Regions from separate parts of the Mus musculus genome. Here region 1 is linked to region 2. A link is a contact called in public Hi-C data. All regions are on one chromosome and are shown on one strand. The core of a region is the stretch at or near the end of the contact, and the rest is flanking DNA. Distances in the headings are between cores, read along the strand shown. Region 1 has its middle 110 kb from the start of Lrig1. Region 2 overlaps Lrig1 (leucine-rich repeats and immunoglobulin-like domains 1).

The links. A called contact is a pair of places that touch in the nucleus more often than the background predicts.
Region 1: a contact with region 2 is called in a Hi-C map of the N1E-115 cell line, with 5 times the contacts expected there. The contact joins two enhancer-like sites. A contact is called at or near these places in 3 of 484 Hi-C or Micro-C datasets (the HPC-7 cell line, the N1E-115 cell line and uterus), 6 of 115 datasets of contacts at active chromatin or transcription factors (embryonic stem cells, liver and pancreatic cancer cells) and 2 of 9 other capture datasets (adipose tissue and pancreatic islet).

What each region holds. Positions count from the first base shown.
Region 1 is chr6:94,805,141-94,808,668 of GRCm38.p6, reverse strand. No RefSeq gene overlaps it. Among named protein-coding and RNA genes, the nearest start is that of Lrig1, 110 kb to the right of the region's middle. Within about 2 kb of position 1,653, at least 58 of the 459 cell types and tissues checked have an H3K27ac peak or open chromatin away from gene starts, as enhancers often do. A contact at or near this core is called in the N1E-115 cell line, pancreatic cancer cells and uterus, where this site is marked.
Region 2 is chr6:94,645,834-94,649,385 of GRCm38.p6, reverse strand. The region is part of intron 3 of Lrig1 (leucine-rich repeats and immunoglobulin-like domains 1); the gene reads left to right. Among named protein-coding and RNA genes, the nearest start is that of Mir7041, 41 kb to the right of the region's middle. RefSeq lists an enhancer at 392-1,967. Within about 2 kb of position 1,580, at least 207 of the 459 cell types and tissues checked have an H3K27ac peak or open chromatin away from gene starts, as enhancers often do. A contact at or near this core is called in the N1E-115 cell line, pancreatic cancer cells and uterus, where this site is marked.

The sequences.
Region 1 (3,528 bases), core at 404-2,903, 160 kb before region 2:
GCGTTTACAACAGAAATTCCTCCTCCCCAGCTTTATCCATCACGACGACTCACTTCCTCTCCTTTCCCCAGAAATAACCCACATCACTGGTTTCTTCCCACTGTTTCCAGGGACAGTTGGTCCATGCAGATCTAAGCAAATGAGTGTTTCAGGCGCTTTCCCTTTCTTCCCTCTGTGTTAATGTGGTGAGCTGAGTGGGCATGAGTAAGAATTTTCCAGAGAAAGTGGTTCAGAGAATGACAGGAAAAGCACAAGTTAGAAGCAAGAGAAAGTTGTGGAGTGAGGAGAAGGGACATCACAGCAGAAATGCTGGATGCAGCCTACTGCTCTGCAAACACTATTAGGCAGGGAGGGAAGAGAGACTGGACTGAGGCAAGCCTTCACTGTCAAGTTGCAGAACACAGAGCCAATCTGGTTGGCATCTGGGATCCAATAAAGGCTTTTTGTTCACACAAGAGTGATATGTGCTATTGGCGTTCTGGCAGCTGGTAGGGGGCAGATATGGAAGTGAGCCTCGAATGCCAGATGGAAAAGGTGAGTCGCTCCCTCACGAGGAGATTATTAAATAAAGAGGGGATAGGGCTCTGTTTGGAGAGTGCTTGTCTAGCACGCACAAGGCCCAGGGTTTGATTCCTAGCATTGTGTAAACTGGATGTAGTGGTATATGCCTTGTAATCTTGGCATTTGGGAAATGGAGGCCAGAAGATCCGAAGTTCAAAGTCAGCCTCAGCTATACAGTGAGTTGAGGCCAGCCCGGGCTGTGTGAGAGCCTATCTCAGAAAACCAAAATAAATTAATAGAGGAAGAAACCATGCTAAAGGCAGACTAATCTATCAGCAAAATGCCTGAGGGAACTCTAGGTTAGAGACAGAGTTACTACTGCCCCTAATCCTAAGGAGAAATGCAGGTCTGTTATCTATTTGTGAAAAGAAGGAAGGAATCTCTACCAGCTATCTATTGCTCCCTAACAACCTAGTACTCTCAAAACCTTCCAATATCAAAGTTTCTGGGATCATTCAGGCTCCCTGCCTAGCATCCCCACCTAAATTATAATCAAGATGCCGCCAAGACAGAGGCTTCCACAGAAGGTTCCCCTGAGGAAGGGCCCTCTGCTCTCATCCTCGTGGTTGCTGGCAGAGTACCATTATGAAAATGTTGTTACACAGGAGACCCGAGCTCCATGTTCACTGCAAGACAAAGAACAGACACACTCGGTTTTCCTTGACGTTCCTGGGGTTCTTGCCCAAGTGAGTTTGCTTCATGACAAGACCAAGCCAGCAAGACAGAAGTCCAGCCCTCTGTAACTTAATTAAAGAAATGACAACCCGTCAACTTGGCCAGCTCTGATGATTGGAAGCAAGTCATGAGGTCCAACCCACACTGAGGGCTGGGCAGAGGAGGGAACAAAGGCCTGATACAAGGAGTTGTGGTCACTGGGGCCTGTTTAGAAGGTGAGGTTTGCTCCTGTGAGTGTTCCTTACCTGACTGGGAACAAGACAAGGCCTGGAGTGCTTTGTCCCTCACCCCCCGCCCCCATCCAGCCAGGAAATCATCTTGCTCCCCCTTGGCCTGCCGATCAACATCTGGGGCTAGTGATCCCTGCTACAGCATCATCCACTTCTGATAATCAGATGCCTCTTCTGACGTCAGAGCATCTGGGAACAGTTAGAGGCAAGCTGTGCTGGCTGAGTCTTCCTGCCAGCATCGGCTGATTGTGGACAGTGCCGTGCTCGGCCCCTATGGTGTATGATGGCCACGCACTGAAGGACTTGTTAAACACACAGATCAAGTCTTAACAACAGTCTTCAGTGGACCCTTACTTTCGCAGACAGAGTTGGCTGGCAGGTTTGCTGAAGGATTTACTCTGCTGCGAGCAGGGTTTCCACAAACAGTCATGTCAGAAAGGGGCAGACAACCCAAAGGCAAGGCTGGAGGAACTAACTGAGAGCTCAGAGCCCAGCTGTGTCAACTGCTATTCCAAACCACCCGAGGCAAAGAGAAATGACAACAGCTGTCATTGTGTGTGCAGACCGTGGTCCAGGAGGGGCTGAGCATGTGACCTTGGGGGTCTAGTTTTCACTCCCTGGTAGAACAGAGTTAAGGTTGTCATCCCCAGTTGGCTGAGGAGAAGCTGACTGAGAGATAAAGGGGTGCACGTGGACCTGCACAGACACTGGTCAGCAGCTCTAGGTAGGGACCATCTGCCTCCAAAGCTTACCACTCTGAAACTGGACACCAGCAGTGATTTATCTTCATCGATGGTTACAAACTATAAGAAGGCTTCAGAAGAGACTTGAGGGAAGGGACAAGAAGTTTTCATCACTAAAGGGTCTCTTATCATCTGCATCACACAGATGAAGAGTCTGGGCTCTCAAGAGAACGAGTCTTTGCACAAGACCGCCTTGCAGGGCACTGGGGAACCAAGTCAAAGCCAGGTCGCACTGGCTCCAAACCTCACAGTCTTCCTCATGTCTTTCCCGCTGAGGGAAATCCCAACATATCATCTCTCAGAAGATGAGAGTCATTACTTCCTGATTTCTATAGACTCCATGTGAGTGCTAATTTCAAATCACACGTAGCCACGGGAGGTTGTTCGACCTCTCAGAACAATTACAGCTGGAACGGGGTGGGAGGTGGGGGTGGGGTGGGGGGAGGGCAGGCTCAACCTGTTGCTTCCAGCTTGTTGGATGGCTTATCTCCACACACATTAAAAACATATGGGAGGTCAAAGCTCCATGCGCTAGCCTGGCGGGGGAGCAGGGAACTGGATAAGCAAATATGCATACCTCCCCGATCCCAACTGCTGGACTCTTGTTGCCAACTGACGTAATTTCCTGTGCTTATTCCAAACTAGTCATGAGGGCAGGAAGTATTGTGATGACCAGAACCAGGCCAGTTAGGCTAGCAGCTGCCTGCACATTGCCTTCTTCCTTGATTTAAAAAAAAAAATCAGTGGAACTTGGGGGTAGGATGTTTTTAAGGAAAGGAATGGTAGCTGCTTCTTAGGGAAACTCAGCTGAGAGTCAACAAACCGCCCACCAAACAGTTCCCTGTTTCACACAGCACAAGCTCTGTGAGGTACCTGCTATGTGCCATCACTGCGGCAGTTGCTATGACAGGCAGATGACTGTCAAGATGGCGCACAGTAGGTAAAGTGCAGGCCTCTTCAGGCCACCCAAGGTCAGTCTCTGGAACCCAGGTCAAGGTGGAAGGAGAGCTCCAATGCCACAAAGTTGTCCTCTGACCTCCACACCCACATCAGACATACAAGATAAGCATAAACAAAAGTTTTTTTTTTTTTTTTTTAATAAACCATGACAAAGATAAGGTCTATGGCTTGGAGGAGATTTCAGGGCAGACTGGGAACTCATTTTAATAACGGTGCCTATTTGGAAGAAAATGTCCGATGCGGGGCCACTGACTAGGAAGTGCATACAGCACAGATAGGGATCATTAATATGTTAAAGTATTTCATTAATGCTTGATGAACTGTTTAAGGGGTTTGGTTTGGTTTGCATTACTACTGTC
Region 2 (3,552 bases), core at 331-2,830:
AGTGCTCAGGTTTAACAATAAAAGCAAAGCAGTAGGGCACAGGCTGGCTCTCATGGACTTGGCACTTATAGATTAAGGCTGCTGTATCTGTTGGGAGGCTCCTGGGAGGGCCCTAGGAGCTCAGTAACAACTGGTCAGTGTCTTCTTTTCCTAAGGAACAACATCTACCTGCAGAGAAAGACAGAGAAAACAGATAATCATCATACAAGGGCCGGGTACTGTCTGAGTCCCTTCATGTTGCTGATGTGTGCATGACAGGAAAGACTCTCAGATAACGAGTCATTTGACCCAAGGTTGCTTACCCTGTCTGTGGTAGCAGAGTATGGCATAGAGAAAGAGGCATCAGAGGTTAACAAAAGAGCCAAAGCCAGTTGGCAAAGCCACTGGGAACCCCTCCCCACCTGGCTATATGAAACAAAAGTTGAAGCAAAAGCCCACAAATTCTTCAAGAGAAGGTGGGTGTGATGGGCATGACCTGCATAGGGTCTCCAGGCTTAGGGCAAGAAGCTTTGACAAAAGTCTCAGTCCTGTCCCAGCTGTCTAGCCCACTCCCATCTTAGGAGTGCCTTTCTCTTCCTTAATATACTTTCCCTATCTCTATAACTGTCTGTGTGTCCCTATTGTAATCTTTGTTCTATGACTCAAGAATTTGGAAATCTCAGCGGCTACCCTGTGGACTCTGACCCACAACTCTAATATTAGACTTGCGTTCTTACCCCTCCTGGAAGTGGGTGTGATTTAGCACTGTTCAGCTAGCAGAGTGAGACCCTGAGGCACTCAGGGGTACTTGCAGGACGACTAGGACATGGCTAGCTTTATTTGGGGGCCAATTTGCCTTTCTGTCTTTTTTTCTTTGTCAGCGAGTGGGCTGTTAGGCAAGCCAGCAAGCTTCTGTTGAAAGGCCCGAGAAGGACCTGTGGACTCAGAACTGCAGTCTCATTGGATGCTGGGTACCACCAGTGAGCCTGGAAATAGAAAACTATCTACTTTTACACAGTGATCAGTCCTGTGTCCCGGCAGCTTCCCGGGGACTCTGCAGTGCAGACGTCCTTTTGCCCCCAGTTGAAGTGAGCCTTTCTCTGGGAAAGGAGCCCATGTGGCCTGCCTCCTAGAGAGCCTGCCAAATTACACACAGTCATGACTGGTCATTTTCCTTCTCTCCCCCCTCCCCTGTCTTTGAGAGTGGGGGTGGTGGTAAGCCAGGGAGATGAGAGGTACATCTGCAAGTTATTTGCTGAGAAAGTGAAGGGAACACCAGCTGCAGAGCTGGGGAGCCCAGGCAGGGGGGCGCTTGCCGAATACCAACTTGGTCATGGAGGTCCCTGCCTTTTTGGGAACTGAGCAGCTGAAGTTGTGCTGATATTAGTTAGGCCTTTGGGTGGTTCTCTCCCTCCCCTCTCCCATCTCTCCCTTTGTTCCTCCCCTTTCTCTCCCTCTCTCAATATAGTACAGGATCCAGAGGGAATACAGGCTGCTTGATGCTTGAGAAACCAGGAAGACTTGGAGGGGAGGAGCCACTCCTTGCAGCAGCGGGCTCTGAACACCCCCCAGGGCTCCGGGACTTGCAGCTTGGAAGCAGAGCTGCTCTGGTTGCACAACCTCCCGTGTGAAAGGGGCTGGCTCCTGCCCACACCAGCAGACTCATTCCAACTGGGCCATTTCCTTCTCCCCTCCTCCCCCTCCCCACTTCCTGCAGGTGGCTTCTCTAATCCAGTTAGCACTTGGGGAAGCCTCCTGTGCCTGTGCACCTAATCCGAAAATGGCTGGCTTGACTTTGACCTGCAGCGTGACCTTGCAAAGAAGGCTGGACCTATTGTGTCTGCTCACACCTGGGAGCCATTTTCAGCTGTCCTAGTGCAAGTGAGAGAAATGTGTTCGTGTTTATACCAGGCAGGCCTTTCTTTCATAAGGCCTGTCATTGTTGGGCAGTATATATGGAATGTAGAATCAACCCACTTGTGCAGAGGTTGACAGTTTGTCAAGATAGGCTACATCGCTTGGTATATTGACAGGCATATGAAATAAACTTTTTTTTCTTTTAAATTAAAAAATGGCCAGATGTTATTCTTCCACCTTTTCACATATAAGACATTGATAGCAGGTTTGGTGTGTCGTCCTGTGTACGTTCTGAGATCCAATTCTGTAGCCCAGTGAGATTGCGAAAAGCACAGGAAGGCAGGTATCTTCCCCGAGGTTCCTTTTCTCTGCTTCTCAAGCTGGCTGCTCACTTTGTTCTGGAATCTGTGGTCTGGGAGCTTAGGAGGGTTAATACAACTTGATATGCCAAATCCTGAGCTGACATATCAAGTTGTATTAGGTGTGAGACCCCTCGGGGTGTGGGGCAAGATGCGGTCTGTCCAGGTAGTGTTTGCTTTGCAAGCATTCTGTCAGCCTCAGGTGAGCTCATTTGGTATCATTCTCATTAAAGATTGCAAATCCTTGGAAAGGCTTCCTGCCTCTGCACTTCAGGCTAGTCCTCCCCATCCTCTCACTCACATAGCTGCTGCTGCTTCTGGTGGTGGTGGTGGGGCGTTTATGGCTGTCTACTCCTAAGAGCACATCCAGGGACGTGATCCTGCTGCCAAGCCTCTGCAGAGCCCCAGCCCCCTTTGTGGTAATGCCAGCAGAGTTGCCCACAATGGGGACCTGCCCTTGAAGACATGACTCTAGGGCAGATTCCGGAGTACTCTCCTCACTTCCTGGATGTATTTCAAACCCAAACAGCTGAGGCAAAGGTGCCAATTTGTGGTTTCTCTTCCCAGCTTCTTAACTGGGTGCTGAGTGTGGGGAGGCTGCAGCACTGGCACCCTGGGCCCTGTCTCCAGTGCCAGCAGCCTCTGCACAGCTGCTTGGGACAGAGCCTTGGGGGATAAAAAGGTACTTTCCCTGGGAGAGCTGCCGGGGAGTCACTTCTGGACCACGTGGCTCTGGGGTGAAGGTGAATAGGATCTCCTTGCTTCCTACCATCTCCTGTAGCTTCAGGTTGCGGTGAGGTGGCTCTTGCTTTGTTGCTGTGCTCTGAGACTATTGCTTTCCTTTACCTGAAATCAGGAGGCCTGGAATTACATAGTCTGTCTGCCTGGAATTGATCTTACTTGCAGGAATTCCTTCTGAATGATCTCTTGTAAACCTGTTGGAGTTCAGAGACTGTGTGTGTGTGTGTGTGTGTGTGTGCGCGCGCGCGTGTGCGCATGCTCATTCTTGACTTTCTGTTATATTAGTTCCTTCATTGGAAGCTGTGGAGTATAGCTCTCTTACTCCACCAGGCCTTCTGGTAGCTGTGACTGTCCTGGCATTTTGTTCTTGTTACACGTTTTACTTTGGTACCTTAAAGTAAATTGTTGATTGACAAGTGGCTGTGAGAAATAGAAATTCTCTGAATAGCTTTAGCTCCATTTCCTCTGTGGTGCAATCTTGTAAAATTTCACAACCAGGACATTCATATCATATAGTCAAGTCCTAGAACGTATCCATCCCCACTAAAGGCCCTCCTCCTGCATGGCCACACCCACTGCCTTCCTTGTAACGTGTTCTGAAGAGGAAACGGACTGG